3 separate regions of the Mus musculus genome follow, and all the other regions are linked to region 2. The links are chromatin contacts, called in public Hi-C and promoter capture Hi-C maps. All regions are on one chromosome and are shown on one strand. Each heading gives the region's core, a stretch centred on a gene start, on an enhancer-like site or on the middle of the called end of the contact. The rest is flanking DNA. Distances are from core to core; before and after follow the strand shown. Region 1 overlaps Ttc28 (tetratricopeptide repeat domain 28). Region 2 overlaps Ttc28 (tetratricopeptide repeat domain 28). Region 3 overlaps Chek2 (checkpoint kinase 2).

Region 1 (3,182 bases), core at 394-2,893, 160 kb after region 2:
GGGTTGTCTAGAGAGAGCCCAGAACAACCCAGTGGTACAGAGCAGCGTAACTAGTGACGGGGTGGCAGTGCTGGCGGGAAGCCGGCTGCATGTCAGGGTTAGCACATGGCTTGGAAGCCACCCCCACTCTGCCTCTGTCAAACCCCGCCTTACCCTTGAACCGATCCTCTCTCCTCTGCTCTTTCTTCTGGGCTGTGCCTCAAATGCTGACTTTAAAAATCAAATCCAAATGCCATGCTTGGCGCTCTCCACTGGCCCAGAAACGCTGGTTCTGCACCGTGTGTGGCATACATATCAGCCAGCGGAGACCGCCTCAGACCCAGGAGGAATCTTTGGCCCAGCCTCAGCCTGATCTGTGCAGGTCTTCAAGTCGGCCCAGGCTCACTGCGAGGCCTCATCCCAGTGTATACCAGCGCAGATCTTTAGTCCATCCGGTCTCAGAGATGAGCTCAAGCCAACCTCTGACCACTGCACATCAGAGTGTTTTTGTTTGCATCTAAGGGAGGAATTCCTTAACTCATCCGGGCCAGAAAACCAGTGTGTCCTGCCGCAGGCTAGACCCTCTGCTCTGTGAACATGTGCGCAGCTCCTCAAAGCAGACACGTCTGCAGAGCACATTGCTGCTTCCTTTCCTAGGCATTGTCGCCCTGTACTTTCTACTCTCTAATCATTACATGGGAAAAGATGACACAGAGCTTCAGGAGCTGAGGCAGGAGGATCAGGGGTTGGATGTTAGCTGGAGTCATACAGAACCCATCGTGTGGGTTGGGGAGAAAAGCAGAAAAGAGGGAAGGATCTCACCTGCCCCAAAACCGACCACTGTCCTGCACCCACAGAGTTGGGGGGGGTGTCAGCGATTTGCGACCCAGCAGTAAGCTGGAGAGGATGGGCTACACAGGCGGCAGCAGTTGTTCTTGGAGCATTGCTTTGCAATTCGCACAACAAAAATACCTACAGAACTCAAGCTGCCACTGCCCTTGCTCTTTGCATTAATTTTCCAACATTCTGTGCCCCACCCCCACCCGTGGAATCATAGGGATTTGTTTCTCTCAATGCAAAGTCCCCTGTCCCACCCTGAATGGAAACTACTTTTCTTATTTGGTTTCTCAACAAGCCACTACCCAATTGTGCTGCTTTAAGCATGGAAACAAACAAACAAAACAACAATAACAAAAACCTGCAGAGCCCTGGTAGAATAATTTGGATCCAGAGGGACTCGTGCAGATAGGACCACCAAGAGAAGCCAGGCCACCCTGTTCCCAGTAGGCACGACACGCATGGCCTCTGCCCCTTGGCTCTCACCAGTGTCTGCTTTCCAAGCCCCACAGAGCAGAAGCTGGCTTGCAGCATGGCTGTCAGGCCGATGCATCTGTGAGTGCTGTAGGCAGCCTCTTGAGCAGCTCCTTTGCCTCTCCTGCTGCAAAGCCAGAAACAAATATTTAGCTGGCTGCAGAGAGCCATTCACATGAGTGCTGTCCCCCTGGGGGTCTTCTGCACACAGCGCCTGGCTGCTCCTTCCACGTGACACAGGACATATAATATATTTATGTCTGGTGTAACCATAGAAACCTGTTGTATCCGTGAAGACATTGCAATTCTGCTTCTCACCAGAAAGACGGATAAAGCCCCAGGGCAGCCGCCACTGCTGCAGGCTGCATTCAGTAGTGGCCACATCTGCGGACTTTAACAAAGTATCAGATAGACACAAGGAGGTAAAAACTGCTCTGGGTGTTCTTTTAGATGCTGGAGCCAAACCATCATTTTCTCTCATCACCCACACAGCTTGCACTTCATTACTTATCCCGAAGACAGTGGTCATGTTTGTGTGACTTCCTCTAGGGAGTCAGAGGCATAAGGCAAATATACATTTGTCATACAATTGTACAATTGTTGGCTTTCAGAGAACACAGTGTGGCCATTGAAAGGGGTGGAAATGATGCTGGTCTAACCCAGGCTCCTTCATTCCCTGGATGCAGCAGTAAGGTCTGCCTTCCTGGTCACTGTGAGGAAGGCAGTCATTTAAGAGAAAGGCCCAGTCCACAGCAGCCGTGGCACTGGCTGGTGGCACTGCCCCAGTCTTCATTTCCTTTTTTTGGTCCCCTGCAGGGGTCGTAATGCCTGAAAAAGCTAGCTTTTGTTAGCGCATCTACGTTGCCTCAATACTTACCAAAGCCTGCTTCACAAATATTTATTAATTATAAAACCCCCAAGGGAGACATGGAATATCAATCCCACCTCTTTTCCAATTAATTCTGCACCTTTCCATTTGGCAAATATGTATGTTTTGTGGCTCTTAATAGAGCAAGGAACCCTTTGGCTCTTTTGTCTGTGCAGTGGCTTGTTGTTGGCTCTGTGTGTGTGTGTGTGTGTGTGTGTGTGTGTGTGTGTGTGTGTGTGTGTGTGTGTGATTTAAAGGAATTTATCCATGGAAGCTCCCAGTGCAGCTGAGAGATGACTTGGGCGACATCTGCTGGCTGGCTGGAGAAGTAGGCTGCTCCACAGAACCAAAAGCCATGCCCTTACCCCAGGCCCTAAGTAAATCCTAAATCTACAGGGCCCGGTGGACTGTGGGTGGTAGGTACAATCATAGCTAAGAAGGCAGGGCATTTACACTTACTGTTATTATTTTCTTTATTATTGTTATTTAAATGGCAGTATTAGAAAGCAGGGGATGTTTCCCACCAGCTAATAACCATTTAAGTTGCATTTGGGGGCTTTCATGACTTGACGACAGCTTCTCAAAATCGCCGGGCTGTTAAACCCCCTACTGGGTTAATGTGGCAGAAAAAGACAAGAAGGGCGCTTCTGTGCGGAGGCCTCTCTGGTGTCTGGGGGGTGGGGAGGGGAGCAGGTCTTTTCAGAAAATCCAATTAGAGGGAGAGAGGGGAAGAACCCCCCAGTGCCCCAGGCAGACACTCAGCCTTCAGGCAGGAAAGCAGTATAGACAGGAACCTGCCTCTACCCAAAGCTCATTGGAGACAGAGGGTCTCTATCCTGAATGCAAGGGTGTGGACGCTTATCCTAACCACTCCCAAGGAGGAGTACCGGCCACCTTTTCCCCAGACTCCCCTAACCAGTGTGGGTATTCAACTGACTATTCCAAGGAAGACTGAGAGAATAGCCAATAACTCTAGAGATTGCCACCGCTTCTTTAGAGACTGTCTTCTACACAAATGCCCCTC
Region 2 (2,846 bases), core at 286-2,785:
GAATTTGAGACCAGCCTGGGCAACATAGAAAAACCCTAACTCAAGCTTCTCCCTCCCCTCTCAACCCAACTGCTGACTGGAGATTCTGGCTAGTGATCTAAGAGATATAATCTCAGCTTAAGCAGATAAGTTTTTAAAAGGAAATTACACACAGTGAAGTGGGTGCTCTGTATCTTTAGATATACGCAGAGATGTACACATGTACATAGGTAGGTGTCTGTGTGCGCACATAGCCATGTGCATGTGCACATATACACGTGTGCGTAACCATAGCCACAGCCGTTGCCCTTGCACTTGGCCGTGTGAGGTCAGTTTTGAAGGACAGACATGTTCTTTCAGCCGTTGCTCACTGTCTTTCCCACTAAGCCACATCAGCTCCCGCTGCTACCTAAAATGCCTGGTCAGCTCAAACCAGCCTGTTGGGGATCTCTCTAGCCCTTGTGTCTGTCTCGTCCTGGCTCCCTGTCTAAGATACCCCTTTCCCTTAAGGCGCCTCCCACTCAGAATAAAAGCAGCAAAGAGTTTAAAAGCTATCCTTTAACAAGCCAAGCTCCACCCCCTGAAGCTTGAGCACCCTGGGTAACGTGGCTCTCAAATCACTTTACATTTTGCTTGGCAGTGGTATTTAGTGTATTTAGTGCTTAATGTACTTATAGTTTCTTTTTGTCCACTTTGAATGGGGATTTCCTTTTTTCTTTATAATTTCCCTCCCATCTACCCCCAAACTTGCCCAAGTAGAGGTTTCTCTTTCCTTCTTGGGGGTTTCTGGACAGCTCCTCCCCATGGTCCTCTGTTACAGTGTTATCTCTGCTGCTGTCTCAGGGCTGCACCGTTGCTGTGGGAAAGCCTGTCTTGTTCTGAAGCTTGGGCCTATGCCTGCCTCCGTCATTTCAGGACAGGCGGCTGAGCACCTTCCCCGTCTGTCAGGAATAACTATTTTCTGCCTTCCACTATAAAAGCTGAAGCATCCAGTCCCAATGTTCCCACTCACCTTTGCAGCCGAGACCCAAGCTTTGAATCAGAAACTACAGATCTAGTGAAGAGAGGGGTCACATAGAATTTATTGTAATGGATGGCAACATCCTTTTCTGATAGTTGTGCTCCGTGACAGGGCTCTGCCAGGGGCTGGAGACTGCATCTCCACAGTCCACTGCATAACTCAGTGGATTTCTACTTAAAAGCTGCCAAGTTCTCTGTAGCTTGCAACCAAATCTTCCTGCTTTGGCCACCCAGTGGCCTGGAGCCCTGCTGTGGACTCTGACTTTGCCTCTGACCCCATCCGATTAACCTTAGCTGAATCAGATAAATGCCCAGATCTTTGTTTGAAAATGGTGGTACTGCTGGTGTCTCATCTCTGGTTTGCTAGGTGGAAGTGAGGTGCTCACTGCTGAACACCACTGTCTGCCGGCCAGGCCTGGCCCACAGCAGGGTGCGGGATCTTGCTCTTGCCATTCTGGGGTCTGCCCCTCTTCTGTGTAGCAGTTCCTGCTCTCTGCTGCTGCTTGTGCTCTCTGTGTTTAACCCCATTGGCCAGTTACTGCTCACTAGCACGCTGCTGCTTGCATCTTGACAGGAGTAAAAATGTTCTTTGTTCTCTGTTTACTGATCTGATTGAAGGGAAAATGCTTTAGGCACCAGTGAGCTTCAGGGTTTCCCTGGCGATGTTGACTCAGGCGAGAGAGCTCCTTAGCAGAGAACTGAAAAGTCATAAATTGTGGCCTTTGGCCAGGAGGTGAGGTTTAAAGAGACCAGCATGGCTGCAGGCTTGGTGCATGGATTATTGGAACCACTACTGTGAGGGAGGTTTCCAGACCATGAGAGGCATAGTCAGAACTCTTTATTATCTCTAAAGAAAATAGGGAAGGGTGGGGCAGGAGCTTGTCATCCTTATCCAACACCCCCCAAATGGAACTGACCCCACATGGCTTAATGACCTCTGACCTACACCCCTGACTGTTGCCACTGGAAGATAAAATGGGCTAAAAATGGGCTAAACATTAATTTTACCACCTTAAAGCTCACCCTGGTACAGGGGATGGTTTTCTTCTGGCGTGGCTTGCTGGTATTTTGGTGTGTGTGTGTGTGTGTGTGTGTGTGTGTGTGTCAGAAGTAGCCTTGAGAATGGTTGGCATTTTGTGGATACCCTTTACTGTATCTTCTAGGAGAGATTGCACGCAGGTTGCTTTTGATGATAGGCGTGTTCAAGACTCACTCACCAGTGAGACAGAGAATGGGATTTTATCAGAGGTCTTCAGTGTACTACTTGGCTACTCAAAATAAAACATAGCTGACAGAAAAAACACATCTCTTGCCTCAAAGGGGATAAGAGAGAGTTTATCTGGGATCCAGATATGAGTTAGGGTGGCCTAGGAATACAGATTTAGCTTACCCCAAATTCCATGTTCCAATAAGGTAGCAATTTCATTAACTTTTCTGTGGTGACAGAACAAAGAAAACTCATGAATCAAGACACTTTCTGAATTCACTACCACTGCATCCTGAAGGCAGGGGATGGGAGAACCCTGTCAGAGACCTAAGATGCCGCCTGACACACCACCCTCAGCTTTTGGTTGGTGAAAAATCTGTAGTTTTACTATTTGTTCCAAAAGAGAATGGCTGTTTACTAGACTAAAGATGGTCCAAGACTGATTGCAGTGAGGCTCTGGACCTTCCATGTTCCAACACCTGCAGTGACCACAATTTTAATGAGCCAGTCAGCCTCCAAAGGTGCAGCTGCTTTCTCGGAATTCTCATTCACAGTAGGCAACAGACTTATCTGGGAAATATTCCTACTGAGCAAACGTGGAACAATTCTAAAACAAATTGATACCGAAACTGTACATTAC
Region 3 (3,204 bases), core at 368-2,867, 230 kb before region 2:
TGTATTTATTCTATTTATTATGATTTCCCCAATTCTCTTGCTGCTGTAGCTCTGGACCTTGTCAAGAAACTGTTAGTTGTAGACCCAAAGGCTCGGCTTACCACAGAGGAGGCCTTAAATCATCCGTGGCTTCAGGTGGGTACGAGGCAGTTCCTTTTCGCCTAAAATTCAGGGAAAGTCCCACACTGCTTAGGTGAGGTGAGGCTGAGGGTCTCTGTGTCTTTGGGTTCATTATGTAAGTGTTTTCAATCAGGGTGTAGGTAAAGTGTATGTGCAATTGTTTTTAATCAGTACACACTCGCGTGTGGCAGAGGGAGAGAGGGGAGGGAGAGATGGGGGGCGGGAAATGGGAGAAGAGAGGGTAAATGAATATGTGTGTGTGTTGGGTGTCAGCTCTTTCCATGCAACTGTTGGCGTACTTCATGCTGGGTTCTGGTTCCATTTGCCCTGAGATTGCAGTGTGGCTGAAATTCCTCTGAGAGCTTTGTCTTCCTCAACTGCCAGCTGTCTCCCTTTTCTACCCCTCCTCTGCCTGGTGGATCAGACTGTGCTATGGTCCAGACATTTTTTTTTTTTTTTTTACTTTTAATCAAAAAACTGGGGCAGGTCCAGGAAGGCAGTGTCCCTGAGGGAACCCAGCCACTTCCTGAGCCATGTTTTAAAGGATGCCAGTCTTGTTCCCGGTGAACAAGCATGTCACCTGCACCCTTTGAGTGTGCATGACATCTCTGTTCACATGTCCCTGTTGCTTTGAGAGTTTTGTGCCAGGCTCACTCAAAGCCTGCTGCCAGTGTAAGAGCGTCTGTAACTCTGGGAGATTAATCGTTGGCTTGGAATTAATCAGCGAGAGCATCCTGCAGCTTCTCTTGTAGATGTCTGATTGTATTCTTCATCTTGGCTACACTTTCCTGTGAACATCCTTAGGCCTCTGTTTCCTGTGGGGCTGGGTGACATCACTAGGTGGCTGGAGCTTCCCCCCCCCAACTCCCCATCCCCCATCTGTGGTTCTCAGTTCTGGGAACACCTTGAAAAATCCCTGCTGTCCTTATGGGACTCTGGAAGATTGTCCCCTTTCTGTCTTGCAACCATCCACACCTAAGTTTTGGTCTGACTAGTTTAGGTAGAGAACGAGAAATCCTTAAAAGAAGGAGGGCAGCTGGACCTGAGGGGGATGTCTCCTCACCAGGTCCAGCACAAGATCTGATGGCCCAAGTTTCATCCCCAGACTCCACAAACTCCTGAAAGTTATCCTCTGATTCTACACACACACACATAAGATAAGTGAAAAATGCAATAAAATATTTTTTAAAAGGCGGAGGGTGAGGAGTGGTGGGGGGAAAGGGACAGATCTATGTGTTTGGGTTGTTGCCCTGGAAACACGATTCTCCTCGCAGAAGAAATCTGTCAGGTGACTTAATGTTTACTCGACCACACAGATCTGAAAGCAGCAAGGGCCTTAGAGACAAGGAGCCTGGAAACAAAGGTGTCTTTGCGGGTGGGGGTTTAACTCTGATGAAAAGAGAAGCCCTCCCTTTGGCTCTTTTCACATGCCTTAATAGGGCAGCTTCTGGAATCCAAACGGAGGCAGACACACTGCGTTGGCTTTCTGTGTTAGCTTTGGAAAAAAAAAAGCACGGGCTGGCCAGTTAGGCCTAGCAACAGGGTTTGTGTTTGCCTAAGATGCATGAGTCAGTGCAGCCCATTTTGCTTGAACTTCTTTTTTTTTTTTTTTTTTTTTTCCAAGACAGGGTTTCTCTGTGTAGCCCTGGCTGTCCTGGAACTCACTCTGTAGACCAGGCTGGCCTCGAACTCAAATCCGCCTGCCTCTGCCTCCCAAGTGCTGGGATTAAATGAGTGCGCCACCACCGCCCGGCTTGCTTGAACTTCTTGTCTCGGAAAAAAAAAAAAAAAAAATTCTGTTATTCACAAGTAATTAAAGCTGAAGCTCAGCTCTCCTTCGCTTTTGATAAAATAGAAGAATCCTTCCTGCTTGCTTTTGAGGGACGTTGTAACTTAATAGTTTTGGGTGTGATGTCTCCTAGGTTTACAGAAACCTTGCTGCTTGCTCTCATGTTGAGATGCTTTTCTCATGTTCCTGTTGACCTGTTGCTTCTGAAAGCGTGCAGATGGATGCTTGTGAATGCGATGCAGATGGATACTCGTGAATACGATGCAGATAGGTGCTCGTGAATATGATGCAGAGATAGATGCCACAGGCCATGAATGGCCCTACCAGATAGTGTCCAGAAGAAGGACGTTTGTGCTTATTAGCTTTCTGTTAGCTGTTACACACCTAGAGAAATCAACTTAGAAAGAGAAAAGGGTTGTTTTGTTTACTTTTATGGGGGAGGTCAGTCCAGGATTGATGTGAGAAAACAGAGGAAGAGGCTCCGGGGAGTCAGCTCAATGGATAAAGTATTTGTCTCACAAATATGAGGAGCTGAGAGATTGGGGGCGCAGACTCCCCTGCAGCTCACAAGCCAGTTAGCTTGACTGTACACGGTGGTGAGCAACAAGAGACTCAAACGAGATGGAAGTCGAGGACCAATACCCAAGGTTGATCTCTGACCTCTACATGCATGCTACAGCATGCTGGGGAGACCTGAGAGGATTTGTTTTATTTTTAATTGTGTGTGTGTTGTGTGTGTGTTCTTGTGTGCATGCGTACATATATCAGTGCGCACCCACTTTGTTTTATTCACACATTCATCTCTTCAGAGCACCGTTCAGGTTTGAAACGCTGCTAGGCCCATGATATACAGAGCAGAGCAATACACATGAGTGTAGTATATGAGCTTGGTGCCATCCAGACAGGCGTTCTGTGAGCCACTCAAGAGTAACCAGTAAGACAAGGAAGTAGGTGCTGGCTCCCACAAAATCTCTCGTGTTGGAAGCCTTTTATCTTTGATGCCATGAGAGAGGTAGAAAAATAGAGAGAGAAAGTGCATGGGGTGCTAAGTTGACAAAGTGTAAATGGGAACGGTTTCAGACACACAAAAACTCACCTCCCTCTGCCTCCTGGCTACTATGATTGAGGTGTGTGCAGTCTTTTTTTTTTAAAGATTTCTTTTTCTGGCCATAGTTGTGCTTTCCTTAAACCCAGCATTCAGGAAGAGACAGAGACAGGCAGGTCTCTGTGATTCAAGGACTGCCTGGTTTGCATAGTGGTTCATCCCAGGCTAGCCTGGGCTACAGAGTGAGACC

The links. A called contact is a pair of places that touch in the nucleus more often than the background predicts. Capture Hi-C pulls out chosen DNA fragments and counts their contacts.
Region 1: a contact with region 2 is called in a Hi-C map of cortical neurons, with 2.8 times the contacts expected there. The contact joins two enhancer-like sites. A contact is called at or near these places in 6 of 484 Hi-C or Micro-C datasets (cerebellar granule neurons, cortical neurons, frontal cortex and 3 more).
Region 3: a promoter capture Hi-C map of pancreatic islet shows a contact between it and region 2. The contact joins two enhancer-like sites. A contact is called at or near these places in 1 of 15 datasets of contacts at CTCF or cohesin (the NIH/3T3 cell line) and 1 of 9 other capture datasets (pancreatic islet).

Annotation. Positions count from the first base shown.
Region 1 is chr5:111,254,853-111,258,034 of GRCm38.p6, forward strand. The region is part of intron 12 of Ttc28 (tetratricopeptide repeat domain 28); the gene reads left to right. Among named protein-coding and RNA genes, the nearest start is that of Gm35628, 22 kb to the left of the region's middle. Within about 2 kb of position 1,644, at least 41 of the 459 cell types and tissues checked have an H3K27ac peak or open chromatin away from gene starts, as enhancers often do. A contact at or near this core is called in cortical neurons, where this site is marked.
Region 2 is chr5:111,097,471-111,100,316 of GRCm38.p6, forward strand. All of the region lies in intron 3 of Ttc28 (tetratricopeptide repeat domain 28), which reads left to right. Among named protein-coding and RNA genes, the nearest start is that of Mir701, 95 kb to the left of the region's middle. Within about 2 kb of position 1,536, at least 43 of the 459 cell types and tissues checked have an H3K27ac peak or open chromatin away from gene starts, as enhancers often do. A contact at or near this core is called in cortical neurons and pancreatic islet, where this site is marked.
Region 3 is chr5:110,867,959-110,871,162 of GRCm38.p6, forward strand. It overlaps Chek2 (checkpoint kinase 2), which reads left to right. Exons shown (of 15, transcript NM_016681.4): 13 at 50-135. Among named protein-coding and RNA genes, the nearest start is that of Ttc28, 10 kb to the right of the region's middle. Within about 2 kb of position 1,618, at least 70 of the 459 cell types and tissues checked have an H3K27ac peak or open chromatin away from gene starts, as enhancers often do. A contact at or near this core is called in pancreatic islet, where this site is marked.